2 separate regions of the Anser cygnoides genome follow, and region 1 is linked to region 2. A link is a contact called in public Hi-C data. All regions are on one chromosome and are shown on one strand. The core of a region is the stretch at or near the end of the contact, and the rest is flanking DNA. Distances in the headings are between cores, read along the strand shown. Region 1 holds the start of TMEM70 (transmembrane protein 70). Region 2 holds the start of RPL7 (ribosomal protein L7).

Region 1 (2,700 bases), core at 73-2,572, 310 kb after region 2:
AAAACGCATCATCTGAAGCTAAGTAAGTTTTCCAAAGATATGAATTTGTCCCCACACAAACCATAAGGGGCATAAGCATGAAGACAAATATATCAGAAGAATAAACACAAATGTGGGAGACAGAAGAGAATTAGAGAATCATCTGGATCTCTTCACTGTACCAATATTAAGTCTTTAAATTCAGACTAGAAGAAAGCAGCTAAACGTGTTCGTCACCCATTCTAGTATGAAAAAAATAAAATCTCAAATGACTTTTCTCTGATACAACAAGAAAAAACTGCCAAAAGTGCTTACAGTTTCTAAAGGTTATCTATCCTAAGCTTCCCAGTGTTGATGGGAAATCTTAGGGAAAAAATGATTTACACTGCTTCAAAACACTGGATAGCTGATCTCCAGACGTATTACGGAAAAATTAGCACTTATTCTCCCCGAAGTAACTCTTGATTTAATGAACAGTGTTTCGTTCCCAGCAGTGTTTTTGTCTGTAGTACGGCAAAAAGAGGAAACTTGCGTACAGAAAAGAATATTCACGAACGCGGGCACAAAGTTGCTCTTGCTCTGAAGGCACCTCAGCTGTCTGCTACTTGCATTTTCCTGGCCTCCTTCCAAACTGAACTTTTGCGAGCGACCCGCCGCAAAGCCGAGTAAACAGAAGGGAAGCCCACGACTATTTAGGCGTCCCTATTGCGCAGGGCTTGCTCATACCGCGATCTACGACACCGAACGCCTTTACTGAAGCCCCTCCGGATAGCGCTGCGCGTTATAGGACAGCGCCGGCCGTCGGAGGTGCCTGCTGGTGTCACGCCGCCCCTCCCCACGCGTGTGCCTACAGCCAGCGATATCTCACCGGCGTGACAAGCCCTCCCGGAGGGGCAGGCTCTCCTCAGCAGCACGACTCCCCTCCTACCCCCGGGCGCTGAGGGAAGCCGGGCAGCGGCCACCTACAACCGGGCCCCCCTCCCGGCGGCGGCGGCGTCGACACCTCCGGGAGGCTCCCACCCGCCTCCAGCCTCCGCCTCCCCCCACCCCAGCACCGGGAGGGACCTGCCGGAGGCCGAGGCCCTGTCCCCGAGCTCCGGGAGGGCCCCGAGGGCTCCCCCGGGCTCCCCCCGGCCCGGCCCGGCCCCGCCGCCCCCTCACCCGTCGGCGCCGCTCCCTCCGCCCCGCTCGCAGGGCCCCCGCCGCCTCGGGCCGAGCGCTTCCGCCAGGGCACGGCGCAACTTCCGCTCCCCCGCGCCCTGCCCTTGGAAGGGAACGAGGCCGCCCGGCTCCCGCCATGCCGCGCGGCGGCGCGCAAGGCACGCTGGGGGATGTAGTTTCCCCTGGGTGGGGGGGGCGGCCGCCATGTTAGGAGCGGGGCGGCGTTGCGCGGCACACGGGGAGCTCTCCGTGGGTACCGGGCGGCGCCTGCCTGCCGGGGGAGCCTGAGCGCGGGGCTGCGCCGCCGGGGAGGCGGCCCGCCGACATGCTGCTGCTCCGAGCTGCCGCCTGCTGCCGCCGGGCCGCCTCCGGCCCCGCCTGGCTGCGGGGGGCCGCCGCGCACCGAGGGCCGCCCGCCGCCTGCCGCCGCCGGGACAGCGCGGGGGGGCGGCAGGTATGGGGGGGAGATCTGCCGGGGGTGGCGGGCCTCGGCCTCGCAGCGTTCTCCTTTCTGAAAAGAACGGGGAAAATACAGGAAGGGAGGTTTTGGCGCAGACACGTGGGGTAAACCGGGGAGCTGCTGGGGATCGCCGGGCAGCGAGGCTGGGGCGGCTGGGGTTCCCTCTGCAGTCTCGCTTGGTGCTAAATGTGTGCTGTGGAGTCGTGGGCTTGCACCGGGATTTTAAGAGTTGCGGGTTTGGGAGGCCTTCTTGCAAGCCGTGTATAAAAGGGGTGCGAGTTTAACGTTTGTACATCACTGTGTCGATATTTAATGCTGCTTTGAAATAACTAGTTGGAACATCATAAAAATAACGAATCAATATATTATTTGAAATTTCTGTATGCCTCATAGTATGTACCCTAACCTTAATTCCTAATTCAGGATGCTGGGAGTAGCTTCAGGACAAGGAGAAGCCTTTGTGAAGTGCAGATTGGTACTGATGTTTGTTGCTTGCTCTCGTCCTCCAGGTTACGTCTTTCCAAGCACTGGCTGTTCGCAGCCTCAGCACATCCGCCCCTCCTGACCACCCAGAACACGGAAGATTAGTTTATAAAGGAAACTTGGCAAAGGCGGTGTTTGGTATGTGACTTGAAGAGATTTGCTCTTCTTTTTTTGTGTTTTGTTTTTGTTTGTTTGTTTAAAAACTTTTAAATGCAACATTATAAAACTGAATGTTCTTTCTATCTCTGCTAAAACCCAAATCCTCTGTACAGAAAAAAAAAATCTTGTTGTCATGCTTGATTTTATGCTTCTCCACCATGTAACAATTAATGTTAACAATTTTTCTATATTTCAGTTAATTTTAGGTCTGCGGGGAGTTTTGATAGTACAGTGCAACTCTGTAATCCCTCAGCCTGCTTCTTTTTCTCTTGCAGCCTGTGGAGTGCATTTCTCAACCCAGGAGACAACAGAGACTAGCTGTAACTGATATTCATGTTCTGTATGCTTTTGAACGTTACTGAAATGTCTCTGAAGTAGGCACATACTATGATGTAAAGTGCTGTCTGTAGTAAGACTTCTGTTAATCTTCTTTGACCAGCTAATGTTCCAAAGACCTA
Region 2 (2,905 bases), core at 169-2,668:
GCCTTTTAATACATGAAAAACAGATTCAGATAACACAGCCTGTTCTCAAACTCCCCACAGTTACCACATATTACAGCAACATGGATTTTAAAATGACCATCAGTTCTGTCATATCTTAATAGTGCTAGTGCTTTACTTCGAACAATACTTACAAATATTATCACACATCATACTTATCTTTACAAAAATCCTTTTAAGTTCAAGGAGCATTTGGACAATGCTCTGAAACAGAGTTTGATTTTTGGGTGGTCCTGTGCAGAGCCAGTGGTTGAACTCAATGATCCTGTGGGTCCCTTCCAACTCTGCACATCCTATGGTTCCAACTGTTGACTAACCTTAGTCTTATGGAGAATCTCACACTTTATTTACCTTTGCTTTGCCCAGATCTGGTTTATTATACACTATCTTGACTTTTTTTTGGTATTGCAGACCTATATATTATAGTACTAAAGCTAAACACTATGAAGTTATTCATTCTTTTAATATAATCAGCGTAGCATTCTGCTGACCTGACGAGAGCAACTCAAGCAAGCAATCATGACATATTCACCTTTTTTTGAGCTAACAGCCTCTTCAGACGTTTGGCTTTTGCAGCTGCATAAGCCTGCCGCCTCTTCAGGAGGCTTTCCGGTACAGAAGGCAGCTTCTTTGCTCTAAACAACAAGGAAAAACACTTTTAAAAACCAAGTTCCTCCAAACCAGCAAGAAGCAGCACGTTACAAACACCGATGCAAAGGGGCAGGAGGGACATGCCGGCCCCACTACCTCTAAGCAGTTTGCATTTAACTTGGTCCAGTTATTATCAAGCTGCAATACAGCCTAAAAGGACCACTTTTTGCATTAAAACAAAGAAGCCTGACATTTCCACGTGCTCTCCAAACGCCGATTACGGCTGATTAACATTTCAACAAGTGCTTTAAGAGGAAAAAAGCAAAAAGTACGACTGTAATTAAGAGTTATATCTCGTGGCTTTGTAACTTACTGGAATTTAAACCTATTAAACGCTTAGAAAGCCACAAGACCGGCGTTTATAACGCAATAACGACACCCTCCCTCCCCACCTCACCACGGGCCGCCGGGACCGCCACCGCCGCCTACAGAAGGGAAGGGGCTGGCTGCGGCCGCATCCCCGCCACTCCCCATCCTCCCGCTCCTCCCGCGGGGGGCCGACAGAGGCCCCGCGGCCGGGCAGCGTCCCCCCATCAGCCCGAAGGGCGCCGCGGCCGCGGATGGCGGCGGATGGCAGCGAGGCGCCGCGGGTACTCACTCCTTGTCCGCCATCTTCAGCGCCGGAAGAGAGAGGGCGGGCGCATGCGCAGGGCCGCCTTAAGCCGCCCGCCTGCGCGGCAGGGCTTTAGGCGCTGGAAGGACCCCGGCTTTGGGGTGGCCGCGGCGCTGCCTGATCGCGGCGCGGAGGGCGGGGTGGCTGTGGAGTGCCTGAGTGGCCCGGCGGGGCACGTCGCTTTTTTTTTTTTTTTTTAATTTAGAAAGTTGCTTAGTGCTTCTTCCTGTATTGCCTGGGCCTTGATACTGCGAATGCCTACGTACGTTGTTAAAATCGTCCTTGGAGAAACTAGTCCTGACATTATGTATGCAGGAGAAGGAGAGAAAGTGGCAGAACTTGGAGTAGCAAAGGATTATGCGGTGTGGAAAAAGAGTAGGCAGCCGGGCTGAGGGCGTTCGGCATTTGTTGGGGTTATTTGCTGCCTGCACACAGAGGTGCTATGCTAGGTAGCAGCTGCATCAATGGTGTTTTTGTTTGTTTTTGTTTGTCTTTTTTTGTAAAATAGCATTGTTTTATTCTAATACAGCAGCTTATGTCACTTGATCTCATTAAAACTGCAATGAATGGGGCAATTAAAACCTATCAGCTCACAAATACGTAACAAAAGACTTAAAATATCTCGAGTAGAAGGAATTATAGTTTCATAGAATGGCTTGGGTTAGAAGGGACGTTAAAGACCACCCAGTTCCAGCCCACCTGCCGTGGGCAGGGACACCTCCCACCAGACCAGGTTGCCCAAAGCCCCATCCAGCCTGGCCTTGAGCACCTCCAGGGATGGGGCATCCACAGCTTCTCTGGGCAGCCTGTGCCAGTGCCTCACCACCCTCTGAGTGAAAAACGTCCTCCTAACACATAATCTAAATCTCCCCTCTTTTAGTTTACAGCCATTCCCCCTTGTCCTGTGGTAATCTGAGCAGAGTTGCCCTTTGTCATTTTTGTAAGTCTCCTTTAAGTACTGAAAAGATTTTGCACTTTTTTTTTTCTTTCTGAAGAGATTTCACTTTCTCCAGCGGGAAGAAAAACTGATCAAAACACGGGCACCCAGGATCTCTTTAGAAACCAAATTCACGCCATCACACCTCCAGCCTTCCCATTTCCCCGTCAGCTCCCCAGAACTCCGCAGCCCGAACTTCTGCCGACGCCCAGAGGCGACACGAACGCACCCCCCACACTTCGCCCCTGGCGGTGGGAGCCGCCTCAAGATGGCGCTGCGGCGGGCGGCGCAGGGCACGCCGGGACATGTAGTCCGCAGGGGACACGGGCTCCGCTCCGCCTCGCAGCCGCCGGCCCCCGAGCGGCGGGGCTCGGCTCGGCTCGGCTCGGCTCGGCGGGGGTGTGGGGGTCCCGGGAAGGCGGAGCGGCCCGGGGGAGGGCCGGGGAGCCGGGGAGGAGGAGCCCGCCCGCCCGCCCGGCCCGCCCTATATAGGGCGCCGAGCGAGCAAGATGCTCACTGCCAGCAGCGGGGCCGCGGGCGGTCAGGGCGGGCGGCCGGAGCCGTGCTGGGGCTCGTTCCCCGGGCTGGCGTGCGGGGCTGGGGCGGCGGGGCTGGGCTGCGTGCGGGGCGGCTCGTCCCGGCTGCGGGGGCTGATCGCGGCGGGCTCCGGCCGCCCGCCTGCCGCC

Evidence for each region. Hi-C and Micro-C count contacts between places; a contact is called where the count stands out from the background.
Region 1: a contact with region 2 is called in a Hi-C map of liver, with 2.1 times the contacts expected there. The contact joins the promoter of TMEM70 here to the promoter of RPL7 in region 2. A contact is called at or near these places in 3 of 7 Hi-C or Micro-C datasets (granulosa cells and liver).

Annotation. Positions count from the first base shown.
Region 1 is chr2:130,222,959-130,225,658 of Taihu_goose_T2T_genome, forward strand. It overlaps TMEM70 (transmembrane protein 70), which reads left to right and starts at 1,323. Exons shown (of 3, transcript XM_048077055.2): 1 at 1,323-1,594; 2 at 2,110-2,221. The coding sequence starts at 1,466. ELOC (elongin C) reads right to left here and starts at 1,278. Exons shown (of 4, transcript XM_048077028.2): 1 at 1,141-1,278.
Region 2 is chr2:129,917,573-129,920,477 of Taihu_goose_T2T_genome, forward strand. It overlaps RPL7 (ribosomal protein L7), which reads right to left and starts at 1,419. Exons shown (of 7, transcript XM_048077041.2): 1 at 1,268-1,419; 2 at 551-653. The coding sequence starts at 1,281. RDH10 (retinol dehydrogenase 10) reads left to right here and starts at 2,746. Exons shown (of 6, transcript XM_048077024.2): 1 at 2,746-2,905.